2 separate regions of the Drosophila melanogaster genome follow, and region 1 is linked to region 2. A link is a contact called in public Hi-C data. All regions are on one chromosome and are shown on one strand. The core of a region is the stretch at or near the end of the contact, and the rest is flanking DNA. Distances in the headings are between cores, read along the strand shown. Region 1 holds the start of ifc (infertile crescent). Region 2 holds the start of AP-2alpha (Adaptor Protein complex 2, alpha subunit).

The links. Hi-C and Micro-C count contacts between places; a contact is called where the count stands out from the background.
Region 1: a contact with region 2 is called in a Hi-C map of the Kc167 cell line, with 2.4 times the contacts expected there. The contact joins the promoter of ifc here to the promoter of AP-2alpha in region 2. A contact is called at or near these places in 4 of 107 Hi-C or Micro-C datasets (the Kc167 cell line, the S2 cell line, eye imaginal disc and 1 more).

The regions. Positions count from the first base shown.
Region 1 is chr2L:5,983,092-5,989,657 of dm6, reverse strand. It overlaps ifc (infertile crescent), which reads right to left and starts at 3,310. Exons shown (of 2, transcript NM_057246.5): 1 at 2,766-3,310; 2 at 804-2,042. The coding sequence starts at 3,163. The coding sequence ends at 1,475. It overlaps eIF4A (eukaryotic translation initiation factor 4A), which reads right to left. Exons shown (of 5, transcript NM_001258978.3): 2 at 6,422-6,566; 3 at 5,034-5,647; 4 at 4,716-4,939; 5 at 3,749-4,632. The coding sequence ends at 4,488. It overlaps Kdm5 (Lysine demethylase 5), which reads left to right. Exons shown (of 5, transcript NM_001298720.1): 5 at 1-258.
Region 2 is chr2L:412,929-419,546 of dm6, reverse strand. AP-2alpha (Adaptor Protein complex 2, alpha subunit) reads left to right here and starts at 4,770. Exons shown (of 9, transcript NM_057471.6): 1 at 4,770-5,104; 2 at 5,893-6,151. The coding sequence starts at 6,088. ebi reads right to left here and starts at 4,480. Exons shown (of 3, transcript NM_057981.4): 1 at 4,101-4,480; 2 at 2,837-4,035; 3 at 1,011-2,758. The coding sequence starts at 4,158. The coding sequence ends at 1,913. It overlaps CG13690, which reads left to right. Exons shown (of 1, transcript NM_134677.4): 1 at 1-1,113. The coding sequence ends at 990.

The DNA.
Region 1 (6,566 bases), core at 2,061-4,560, 5.6 Mb before region 2:
TGTATAAAAACTCAAGCTGACAAATGTGCAGGTTCTAATTGCAAGCAACCCAAGATAAACGTTAACGGAAACAAAACAGAGCCCTAAACATATTAAGGATAACACTTTTATTTCATTAAGCAGTAATGTACGATTGATTTCAATGAATGATCCAAAAATATAAAAACATTTTCCCTCACGATACCTTCCCCCAACAAGATATATAATTCTATAATTTAAATAAATTATATATAAATAGTATTTAAAAGAACACGTGTGTCGCTGTTGATTATTTCGATCGTGGTAATGGTTGGTGTTTCTAAATTTAGTCTTCTAATCTTCTAGTCTATAGAACACCTATGATTGTGGACACTTGAGGACATTACTCATTCAGTCTACCAAATTCTACCAAGAATTGTAAATATGTATAATGTATACATAATTATAAGGGTTCTCCGGTTCTCCGGATTAAGACTGGATAACCAAATTTTGAAGATCAAAGCTCTTTTAAAGAGCACCTTAAAAGAGGAACATGTTGATAATACATCGCATTCCAGATGGCGTAGAATACAATACGACAATACAATAGACATATAGATTAAGTAACTAAGCCATGATTAATCCAATCCAGTTGGCTGCAAAGCAGAAAAACATCCTCGATCTCCTAGGTGCACATTCTCCAAGGTGTGAGTTATCTGGCAAGCAATTCATATAACCGCATTGCCTACCTTGTCGTTCCACAGGTGCTTATCGAAATTATCATTATCAGTTGATAGCACTGTGCCCACATGACTGACGTGCGACATGCAATCGGCGTAAGCAATAACTTTGCAAGCTTCAAAAAGTTTAATTGGTCACAGAGTCGTTACAATACGATGTTGTTATTTATTTCATTAGTTTGCTTACAAATTTTATAGTGTATTCTGTACATGCAGCCACCCCGGTCAAATTATTTAGACTTTATTCTTAGGTAACAGTTTCAAGAGTCTATCAAAAATAGTAGTTGGTTGCTTGATTAGTGGCTTGCTATCGGCCAGGGTGGCGGCGATAAGGATTAAGATTGATCACACCAAATCGTGTCTGCACATAAATGATCTGAAAGCAATATAAATATGTATCGAAAATACTAAGACAATAGTATAATAGGACAAGTATTACACACTAGATTTAACAGGCTTTCCAATTTATGAGGTAACAATTAATTAAAGCGCTCGAAAGTGCCTCTCAGTTAGGCCAACGAACCTAACTAAGCTCACACTCTAGCAATAATACCAAAAACTATATCCACGTAATTGTTCATATCAGCCGCTGCAAGTGTCCGAATGCCCCTTATCTAATCACAGAGATTAGCTGGTGCTATGTGTGTGGTTGTTCCCCTTATTTCTTCTGCATCCGCTGTAAATGTCTCTACGGTGTATATATACATAAAAAAGCCGTTTTAGGTCTAACGCTGAGATTACATTCATGGCAGGAAACCTTGAATAGCATCGATGGCTTAGGAGGCCAGGCCGCGCTGGCGTCGCTTCACGCGTGCGTAAGGTCCCACTGCTGGGTCCATGATGAAGTCGTACAGAACCCGGGTCCAGCTGGTGTGCTGTGGCATTGTGTCGTAGAATTCCTTAGCGATGCGCTTAACCTCTGGCAGCCTGGAGCCGGGCACCGCCGGAAAGTCGTGATGCTCGTTGTGGTAGCCCACATTGAAGGTGATCCAGTTGAGCGGACCGTAGTAGGAGTACGTCTCAAAGCCCTTGGCGAACATGTAGTGCTCCGAGATAAAGTGTCCGGCCACCGGGTGCAGTCCCATTGCTAGAATACTGCCGATCAACAGATAGGCCAGTGGCTTCCAGCCCAGAAAGTAAACGATCAGGGCGTTGAAAGTTAGCTGCACCACGGTGTTAATAATCTCCAGGCGTGTAGGTGGCTTCGGGTTAATAATCAGTGGACGGAAAATGTAAAAAAAAGGCTGCAGGCACACCCACAGAAATTTTCCAAATGTGGTGTCAAACAGGCGCGCCTCCAGCAGTGTGGGTATGTCAGTGTCAATTGCCTCATCACCTTGGTAACTGAAAGGACAAATAAACGTTACAGTTTATTGAGCTGGTGAACGGTGAACAATGTATGCATAGCATGTAGTTAGCAATATAATTTTTTTAGAATGCAGATAGTTTGTGATGATTTACGTACATGACTTATTTTAGACTTAGTTGGGACTGAGAAGCGAACATTTGGGATTGGGACGTTGTTGAACGACAATCAATGATCCGCCCAATGGTGCACCTGGGCGATAAGATAAACACTATCTACGACTAGAAACATAGTGAATGACTGTAACTGTAAACATAAACAACACTCATAAAATTAGTTTGAATAATATTTCGGGAACTTTTTGCGGAAGGCGAAGCAGTGACTCAACTGAACGCGACTTGCAGCCGAGAAGTCGAGTGGCAAATCACTGAGCTACGTGACCAATTGAGCGCCTATTCGGATACACATATAACTACAACCTTATCTAATCGGCGCAATTAAGACGCACTCGATGCCCGGCAAAAGGGAACAACATGAAAACTGATTCACAAGTTTGCGGGGTGAAAATTCACATGAAACCCAATGGAGAGCAATCAGTGTTGAACAACACAAGCCGGCTTTTAAATGGATAAATGCGGAATGGGATGATGTTTTCGCTGTTTACTGTGTGACTACGCCCTATTGCCCAGAGAAAAGTGTTAATGCCCATGTGTGCGTGAGGGTGCGGTTTAGGGTATGAATTCGAACCGATTGGCACGTACCGGTGATGTTCCAGATGGTACTTTTTGAAGGAAATGCTCATGGGCAACCCGATGGGCAGGTTGCAGATGAAGCCCAAGATCCGGTTGTGCATAGGTCTGCTGTGTCCAAAGGCCAGGTTGTGCGAGATCTCGTGAACGGCCAGCATCAACGAGTGGTTGATGATGCCGCCGAAGCAATAGGCGGCCACGATGAGCCACGACCACGACAGGTCCTTCACGACGAACAGCGCCAGGATCTGTGTGAGCACCATTGCGCCGGCCACCCACTTGAAATTCGGGTCGTGGCCAAAGAGCTTCTTGATCTGCGGGTACTTCTCCAGTATGATCTTGCGCCGCGAGGCGTGCGGCTCCTCCGTGTACACCCACTCGAAGTCGGTGCGCGAAACTTTCTGTCCCATCTTGGATGCTTGGACTGGTTGCGGTTATGGGTTATTACGGGTGACGTGCTACAGGTCGGTGTTAGTTGGCCAACATTATCGACCGGCGCGAGGAAGGAAACTGTCCAAACATCCAACTGGGCGGATTGAAAAATTAATATGACCTGACGTGATAGGGCTGCGAGTCGAATCGATAGATTATCGATAGCTTGTTATCAGAATTTCAACCGATAAGTTGATGTGAAGGCTTAACGAAATGCAACTTACCCACTGCGCTTTCGTTTTAAAAGTATATGCAGTGGAGTGGTGTTGAAAGTTTTAAAAAATTAGTTTAACTTTTGGAACTCATCTTGCTTAGAGAGCTGGTTTTAAAGCGAAAGCTTATGAAATTGGCTAAAAAGGTTTGGGTTAATATGAGGTTAACCCAAACCGTACGTAACAGATACATAAAAACTTTTCAAAAACAGCCATTTTCGTTCTACTGTTTTGAGATAAGGAATTTACTTCCGCTTTGTTAAACATAATCTACAATACCACCCAATTGTATATATCCACAGCTATATCAACTCATGCTATACACCCAATAGCGGCAACCATATATTTTTTGGCCATACCCCGAAAGATATATAGCTATATGTTAATACATTTATAGATCTGGGTGGATTCGCTGTGTGTTCGTGTTTAGCGTAAAATGTTGCTTCGGTTGTCAGCTGTTTTTTAGGAGTGGTATATTTAAACATAATGTGTACATATGTATTTTGTTTTGTTTTAATATATTTTTATCAATAGTTCTAGAAAAAGCTAAAACAAAGGTGCGGCAAAAAGGTGTTCTGATATTGTGGCTTTTGCGTTTAGTTCCTCGCTCTTCTTAGCAAGTGGTATCTTGTACCTGGTTTCAGATATTACTTTTTTTAGATAGATGCAAATGTTGTTTTAAGTTTTGTTTTTTTTTTTTTATATATTTGTATATATTTGTTGTTGCTGGTTGACAACGCAGTTTTAAAATTGATGATACACAGAGAACTAAATGGATACAGAGGGGTTCCGGCTAATCGGCAATTGGTGGTGGTGTTGCTGCCGCTTCCGCTGCTGCTGATGTTACTGCTGCTGCGCCGCTGCTGAAGATGTTGCTGCTCTGTCCTGGTTTAGTCCTTTTTTTGGGTGGTCGGTCGGCTGCCTTTTCGAATTAATATTTGAATAATAAATATTTAACTTGACTTGTTGATCTTTGAATAATTTATAGTTGCGCTCGGTTATCGATTTCGCAGTTCTTGTTTGCTGTTTTGCTCACTCACTTTTTGTTTAGAATTCTTTCTTAGTTGTTTTGCGGCTCAGCAGAAAAAATTTAAATCAAATCGGCAATATTAGCAGGCATTTCCTCAATTGTTGTGTGGTAGAACTGTTCAATATCCTTAAGGATTCGTCGATCATCATCTGTAATAAAGTTGATCGCAACACCCTTGCGACCGAAACGACCACCGCGACCAATTCTGAAATAGATTGAAAGTGATGGTATCATGTTTAGTATAGCACATAGCTGAGTAGATTCAGGGGCGAGGTGGTGAGCACTTACCTATGAATGTAGTTCTCGCGGTTCGAGGGCAGATCATAGTTGATGACCAACGACACCTGCTGCACATCAATACCGCGCGCCAGTAAATCAGTGGTAATCAGAACACGAGACGAGCCCGAACGGAATTGTTTCATGATGACCTCGCGATCACGCTGCTCCATGTCGCCGTGCATGGCCGAGACGGTGAAGTTGTGGATAGACATCTCCTGGGTCAGTTGGTCCACCTGAAGAATGGGTAGACATTTTTGTTAGCAACTTATCGGCTTTGCGATTGAAACTAATCCAGCTTCACACAATTATAAGAATGAGTGAATTTACCTTGCGACGGGTGTTGCAGAAGATTACCGACTGGGTGATGGACAGCGTATCGTACAGATCGCAAAGGGTGCCCAGTTTCCAGTTCTCCTGCTTCACGTTGACGTAAAACTGCTTGATACCCTCAAGGGTCAGTTCCTCCTTCTTAACCAGGATGCTGACGGGATCACGCATGAAGCAACGGCTCACTTCGAGCACATCCGGCGGCATGGTGGCGGACAGCAGGATGACCTGCACATCTGGGGGCAGCATCTTGAAGACATCCTGGATCTGATCCTTGAAACCGCGGGACAACATCTCATCGGCCTCATCCAGCACGAACAGCTTGATGTACTGGGTGCGCAGCACCTTGCGGTTGATCATGTCGTAGACGCGGCCAGGAGTGCCCACCACCACATGGCAACCGGATTCCAAGATGCGGGCGTCTTCGCGCACGTTAGTGCCGCCAATGCAGGCGTGCGAGTGCACCTTCATGTACTCGCCGAGCGCCATCACCACGCGCTGGATCTGCGTGGCCAACTCGCGAGTGGGGGCCAGGATCAGCGCCTGGCACTCGCGAATGCTCGTGTCGATTTGCTGAAGGATAGCAATCGAGAAGGTGGCAGTCTTGCCAGTTCCTACGGAGGAGATTAAAGGTAAAATGGTTAGTATGCAGAATAGTGTGTGCTACGGACTATACACAATTACTTTTCTAACTATGTGATATTCTTATGGAAATTCAGCAAAATTCCAATTTTCGACTAACCAGTACGCCATTTGTTATGCAATTCTGTTAGGCGTAAACTTGAATGACGGAAAGATCAATGGAATAAAGACAGTTGTCCATCGTTTCATCAGGTAGCTGATGTGCCATTTCAGGGTCGAGCTGGCCACTAATCCCTGCCTATACATCGATAGGCAGGTGCAAGTGCCAGAACACAAAACAGGAGTTGAGAATGAACTATATTAATATGTATATAGAGCCTCTTTTGCAGAGCCTGCAAAATGGATTAGTGCCGAATGAGCAATGTAGGTAGATCGCATTTGGAACAGATGACCTTAAAAACGCATAGCAGCTGGAATTCGCCAAGAGCGCTCGAAGAGCGACCTTCTTTCTGGGAACTTTCTTCTGGCCTGGCGGCCGAGAAACCGAAACGCAGCTGGTCAGCGAAAAGTGGCGCGCAAGCGCAACGACGCCGACAATCGAAGAGAGCGGACGGAAGAGAGAGAGTATAAGGAGAAGAAAGAGAGTGCTGCAAAGCGGAATTTCAACAAAGAAATACAGGCGCAGCGGCTGAGTCATCGTGCTGTTTTTTCGCCGATTTTGCACATTCTCGAAAGTTTTTCTTTGTGACTGATCGAGGGGGATGATGGTGAAGATGATGATGGGGGACTCGGAGCCATTTACTCACCCGACTGGGCCTGGGCAATGACATCGCGACCCCTCACACAGGGAATGATGGCGCGCTGCTGGATGGCCGACGGCTTCTCGAAACCATAACCGTAGATGCCGCGCAGCAACTCCTCGCGCAAGTTCATGTCATCGAAGTTGTCGTA
Region 2 (6,618 bases), core at 3,521-6,020:
ATTGATGAGAACGACGAAGAGCCCGATGATGTAGATTTTAAGGACAGCGGAAAAATAAGCTCCTTGAAGGCCCTGGGTCCATTTATAGCCGGCAAGGAGAATAGCCGCAACACGGTTTACCTCAGCGATGTTCCGGATATTTGCAAGGATAAGCCGTGCATGCTGGGCGTGGACGAAGCAGGGCGTGGTCCCGTCCTGGGACCTATGGTATATGGGATCTCCTACTGTCCACTGGAAAGTAACAAGGCTTTAGAGGACCTGGGATGCGCCGATTCCAAACAACTAACCGAGGGGAAACGTGATATCATATTTAACGATATCAACACCAAGGAATATGCGACCAGTTGCGTTGGCTGGGCCGTGGAGATCATATCGCCGAACACGATCAGCACCAGCATGTACCGGCGGTCGAAGTGCTCCCTGAACGAAGTTTCCATGGACTCGGCCATGGGCCTTATCCAACAGGCGATCGATGCGGGCGTCAATATAGCCGAGGTTTATGTGGATACGGTGGGTCCGCCGGAGAAGTACCAGGAGAAGTTGCTCAAACGTTTCCCCAGCTTTAAAATCACCGTGGCGAAAAAAGCTGACTCCACCTATCCAATAGTCTCTGCTGCTAGTATATGCGCCAAAGTTACCCGTGATCATGCCCTCAAGGTGTGGAGCTTCCCCGAGGGCTTGGTCATTAAGGACAACGAGTTCGGCAGTGGATATCCGGGAGATCCGGTCACAAGAAGATTTCTGACCGAGTACATCGATCTAGTGTTTGGATTTCCACGACTTGTGCGCTTCAGTTGGTCCACCGCGGAAAACGCACTGGCGGACAAGGCCTATGACATGGAGTTCGACGAGCCGGATTCCGAGAAGCCCAAGTACGCCGGCACCAAGCTCACAAAGTTCTTTAAGGGCACAACAAAATCCGGCGAAATAATTCGCGAGGAGTGCCGCTTCTTTAAGCAACGCCATCTGGAAAGTGTCATGGAGTTTTAGCAACAAATGAAAATAAAATTAAGTTCAGGAGTATCTATATTTACAAAGAATAAAGTTTAATTTAAGTACTTTAGTATTAAATTTTAAAATGCTAAAATACAAAAAACACCCAGGCCCAAAACGAAAACAGATTAATTTTTATCTTTAATGTATTTTTGCTGATGTTCTTGTGTTTCCGCCAATCTCGTGTTCTTAATAATTACGTTCGATTACTGACTACGTGGGACTGCAGTTACACTGTTCTGAATGTATGCGTGAATCGGTCTGATCTGATCTCTTGGCATCCCTTTTTTGGAGGACAACTGTGGAATTGGGTAAAGGACTTTTGGTGGGGAGGGCGGGGAGTTGGCTGGCATCTTTGATCGATACAATAACAAAATGCAAAGTTATACTAAACGATTTTCGTATAAAAAGGGACGACCTTAGAAACATGGAGCTTATGATTAAGATTAAAATGAGGCGAGTCGCATCCCGCTGATCTGAAGAGAACAACAACCATGTTGAAGCCCCCAAAAATCCCAGGTGCATATCGATATTTTGTGACTCGAAACTAAGCGTACGAAATAGACGTGGACAAAAGCGGGAGGATCTCATCTCAAGAGGTATACCTTAAAGAACTAATTAGAATTTAAAGCAATTACAAATACGATTGCAGGGCGGGATAGCTAAGAAAGGAGTTACCTAAGGTCCGGACTCCAGATCCAAATCGACTTATGTTGGTAGAATTGTAACTGATCATATTTCACTTCTTTAAAAAATATAGTTAAATGCAATTTTTGAATCAAAAGTAAAAACTTCTCGTTCCGTAAGAAAGTGAAAAACTACCGATTTCATTTTTACCAAATAATGAGCTGGAAAAGGAATCTTGACTATTTTAAGCGTTGGCTCAATACACGAAATCCAGTTGTGGCTGCTCCGGCAATCAGAACTTTCGCAGGTCCAACACGAAAACGCTACCGTCGGAGGCACTGGCACCCACCTTAGTGCCCTTGGAGTTCCAGCACACCTCAAAGATTCCGCCCGTGCCCTTGTAACTGTGCACTAGCTGTCCCGTTTGCGTGCTCCAAATGTGTACGCACTTGTCGAAGCTGCCGGAGGCCAAATGCTTTCCATCCGGACTGAAGGCCACCGAATAGACTGGCTCTGTGTGCTTGGTGAGCGTGTGGATACAGCTGCCCCTCTCCACGTCCCACAGTCTTACCGTGGAATCGAACGAAGCGGATGCGAGGATCAGGTTTGTGTTTGGATTATTGGTTCCCGGCCCCGTGGGCGACCATTTTATCGTATAGATCTCCTTTGAGTGAGCCTGCAGATCGTGGCAGCAACGATCTCGGTTCATGCTCCAGATCTTGAGGGTCATGTCATCAGAGCAGGACGCCAGCAGTTGGCCCTGCGGACACCACTTGATTGCATTCACCTCGTTTGTGTGTCCTTTAAAGGTCTTGATGGGTTCATTTACACCCAACCGGCACACATGTATCCGCTGATCCGTACTGCAAGAGGCAAAGGCCTGGTTTGTCTGCCAGTCCACATCCAAGGCTGGAGCACTGTGAAAGGCAAATTGCTGGGTGCATTGGCCCGTGGATGCGTCCCAGATGATCGTCGTCTTGTCCACGCCAGCCGAGAGGATGTAGTTGCCGCACTTGTTCCACTTCAGAGCAAAGATCGGACCCTTGTGTTGTCCCAAAGTAGAAGCAAGTCGACCGTCGGTTTTCCAAATTCGGGCGTAACCATCGTAGCTGCCGGTGGCGAGCAAGGAACCATCGCACTGCAAAAACGAGAATAGATTAAGTAAGGATCAGAAATCAAACTTTGCAAGGCTTAAGTGCCAAGATCTTCGACTTACATTCCAGTCCAGAGAGGTGACGTCCTTGTTGCTAGGCACCTCAGCGCCGCCTTTCTGGATGCAGTGGCGCAGCACCAACTGGTTGGAGTTAGTGTTTGCATCGGACATGTCCCATATCCTAGCAGTGCTGTCTCCCGAACCGCTTGCCAGTAAATCCCGGCTAGGATTCCATGCGCAGATAAACACCTCGCTTTCGTGGCCGCGTAATACACGAGCCTTGGATTCGGGTATTTCGATGTTCTCGTCAATGTCCATGGGAACAAGAGCTGCGGGAGTCCCAGCACCTCCGCTGGTAGACGAGGAGATGGTTCCACTGGGAGCAGAGCTTTGAGCATTGGACGAACCAGACTGCACGTTGTTTCCTTGGGCTCCTACGCGAATCGTAACCGCTCCACTTGGCGCCTTTGATCCTGTTGCAGTCGAAGCTCCGCCCGATGCTGCTGCGTCCGGATTGGAGGTTGATACAGTTCCACCAGCGGGCGTCAGCCCGCTTGTAGGTTGTTCTACGCTGCTGGAAGTGCTGCTATTGCCATTTGTGGATGTTGAGGAGGCTGCATCATCGGTACTGGTAGCATTTGCATTGCCTGCATTGCCACTAGATGAGCTTCCCGCTTCATTCGAGTTCTGGGATTTCTTTTGACTTGCCCCAGGTGCTGCCAAATCTCCACCAGCTGGTGTGCTTGTGCTATTAGATCCTCCAGTACTGGCCTGGTTCCCTCCAGCTCCATTGTTTCCGGCGTATGTGCCGCCAGCATTATTTGCCGCATTTCCACTGGAGTCTACCTCGCTTGCCGACTGATCGGTTGGTGTGCTTGTGCCCGTGGTGCTGCCAGCAATTTTGTTTCCACCTGCTGAGCCCGCCACTCCGGTACCCGGTTCTATTTTTATCTCAGGCTTGGCATTGTTGTTCTGGTTGCCACCGGCAGGGGCAGAAGAGTCGACTGCCCCGGGTTTTCCCGGCTCTGTTTTCACAATGGGCTTGAGTGGCTTCACCTCCGGCATGACAGCGTCTATTAGAGAGAGTCCTTCAATGGGTCGCGCCACCTCGCCGTCTTCGCCTACGCTCCACTCCACTTCAGTGTACAGAAGACCCTTCTGCAGGATGGTGAGCAAAGCGGCAGGTGGAACCAATGCGCCATTGATATTACTTTGCGAGATGTGTGACTCAATGCCAAACACGTAGGCCGAGTGCAGAAAGCCTAGAAAACGGGATTGCATGAGATTAGGGCGGGCTGTTATCTTGCGATTGGAGGGTTTTACTCACCCGACTCCTGCAGGTATCGGTAAACCAGAAAGTTCACCTCGTCGCTGGAAAAACTCATGACGGAACGCGGTTGGCTCCTTCTCCTACTACTAGCGCACTCCAAAATCCACTCCTATCTCCAATGCCAATTATGTTTTTACGGTGCGAAAATCGGAACTGTGCTGCGTAACACATGCGTCTGCATTCGGCACGCTTATCACTTCGGCGCAAGCCACGGTATCCGGTGCTACTCCTGGTACTTGGATCGATCTGGTCGGTCCTGTGTTTTCAATTCTGCCAGTTTGCTGCTTGCCGCAAGAGCACTTCACATATTTTTTCCACAAATAAAACCGAGGGATCGAAAACGCGTTTCTGAAACGCGCAAAAAAATGGCGGAGTAATCTCAAGGTGTGCGCTGCGAGAGGTTGCGCAGCCTTGTGTTTTGTGACGTCACAAGTTTTGACAACAACTTAATCAAATTTGAGTCATATTTTTGTATTGCACCAAGCGTTACCTTAAAGGATAGAACGGAAATTTATTAGCCATAAAAACAATTAAGAAGATATTTTTGGATTTCTGCTTGGAGCAAAAGGTAAAAAATTCTTAAAGCGAATTGTCGTCTCTCTTCGTCCATCCCTGTGTACCCATCCCTCGAAGTAATCATTGTATTTCAACCCAACGCTCTACTGGTCACACCAATCGTTCCACCCGCGCCCGCTAGATGGCTCCACTCTTAGGCAGCGAGAGCGAAGAAAAATCAATAGAAATTTTCATTTTAGTGAATTGCCCTGCACTTGGTAATAGTTAACAAACAAATTAGCGGCAAATCAGCGAGGCGAAGCTCCAGCGAGTTGGAGTTCCATAAAGTGCAACACGCAGGGTCAAACATTCCGCAGCCAACACCCCGGATTCCGATTCCAAGCGAAGCCAACTTCAGAAGTCAGAGATTACTCTCTCTGCTCCGCCACAGAAATTCCGCAACGCTAACCGATTTTGTCCGCTGGCGAGTAAAAAAAATCGGAAAAGTAAGCTCAAAAAAAAAGAACAGCTAACATACGCCCATTAATGTTTTTGGAGGCTTCTTCGGTGCTTTTTTTTTTGGGCAAAACGCCCTCGTCATCCAGCGGTGAAAAAAGTGACGTGACATGAAAGCAAAGAAAGAAGAGAACCGAAGAGCGCAGTGAAAAACAGAAAATAAAACGAAACGGAAAGCAAAGTAAAAAGTATACTACAGAAACAAAAGCCGGTGGTCGCGCAAATCCAAATAATAATGCCCAAGTGCACATCGACTTCGCCAGGCGATAAAAAGTGGGCGAGCGAGGTCACAGAATCTTTATCAACGGGCAAAACGCTGCCAAGTTGAAAATAAATCGGTTGCCAAAAATGCGGGGGTACACTCTACTTCCACCAGAAAATGTCAAAGTTCGCCAGCCATTGGGTGCACTGGCCGGAAAATCAATCACGTAGTCCACTATTTACCGTTTAAAAGTTCTGAGTTTATTAAACATTGGATTTTTTATACATATAAATCGTTATCAGCGCTTGATGCTCAGTGAAATGTGTGGTGCATACATATTTTGTGGCGTTTTCGTTATCAAAAGTAAAACTGCAATACGGACTTTCAAAATAGAAGCTGTATCAATGTGTTGGCATGCACAATAAGCTACTCCCTGGCTAAATACAAATTGTTATCCAAAATACCTTTTGTTTGAATAATATACGTTTGTTAACACAAATACTAAAACGTAATCATAATACTAAGTTTTCCCATTCCCACAACCCACAATAAATAGAGTATCGTTTCCCCTTTCAGGTCCCAAGGAACGGCCGAGATCCAATCGAAGTAAAAAGAGCTTTGCAGAACCAGAGCGGAGAGCAACTATATATCTTAGGGTCCGACGTCGAGTTCGAGCGATAAGAACGCCTCGAGACTCGGCCGCCATCCATTGACGATTTTCTTGCGCCCCCAGTTTGCATAAAACCAGCGAAAATTAACAAGCTAACTACCATGGCGCCGGTGCGGGGGGATGGCATGAGAGGCCTGGCCGTCTTTATATCGGATATAAGGAACTGTAAGTGCAGATCTCTTGGGTAACCAGCATTAAATCCAATTGAGCGGGTCGCAACAAGAGATTTTCCATAGGGGCGGAATCAGCGCCATTACTTGATCAATTACCAGGAGCAGCGCACTGACAAAAACGTGGGGCGGTACAAAAACGCAGGAACAGTAAGCTCTCTGCCAGATGAATTACAAAATATTGGCTACTTTTCTTCTCCATTCCTATGTAAATGTTTTCGTAGTCGTTACATTAGAAAGATATGAGAAAGTTATATATATAGTTATATATATGGGTACAACACAGCAAATAGTTATATCAATGTGAATCGGTTGCCTCTCAGTATTAATAAATACTTACAATTTTGATAGTTTGATGACTTACTGTAGTACTTCGAAGCGTGCATATGTGTGTGCGCAAGAGTCCGACGCTTCACTGTATGGTATTATTATCACAGCTCGTTGTTTGCTGTATGCTCGGTT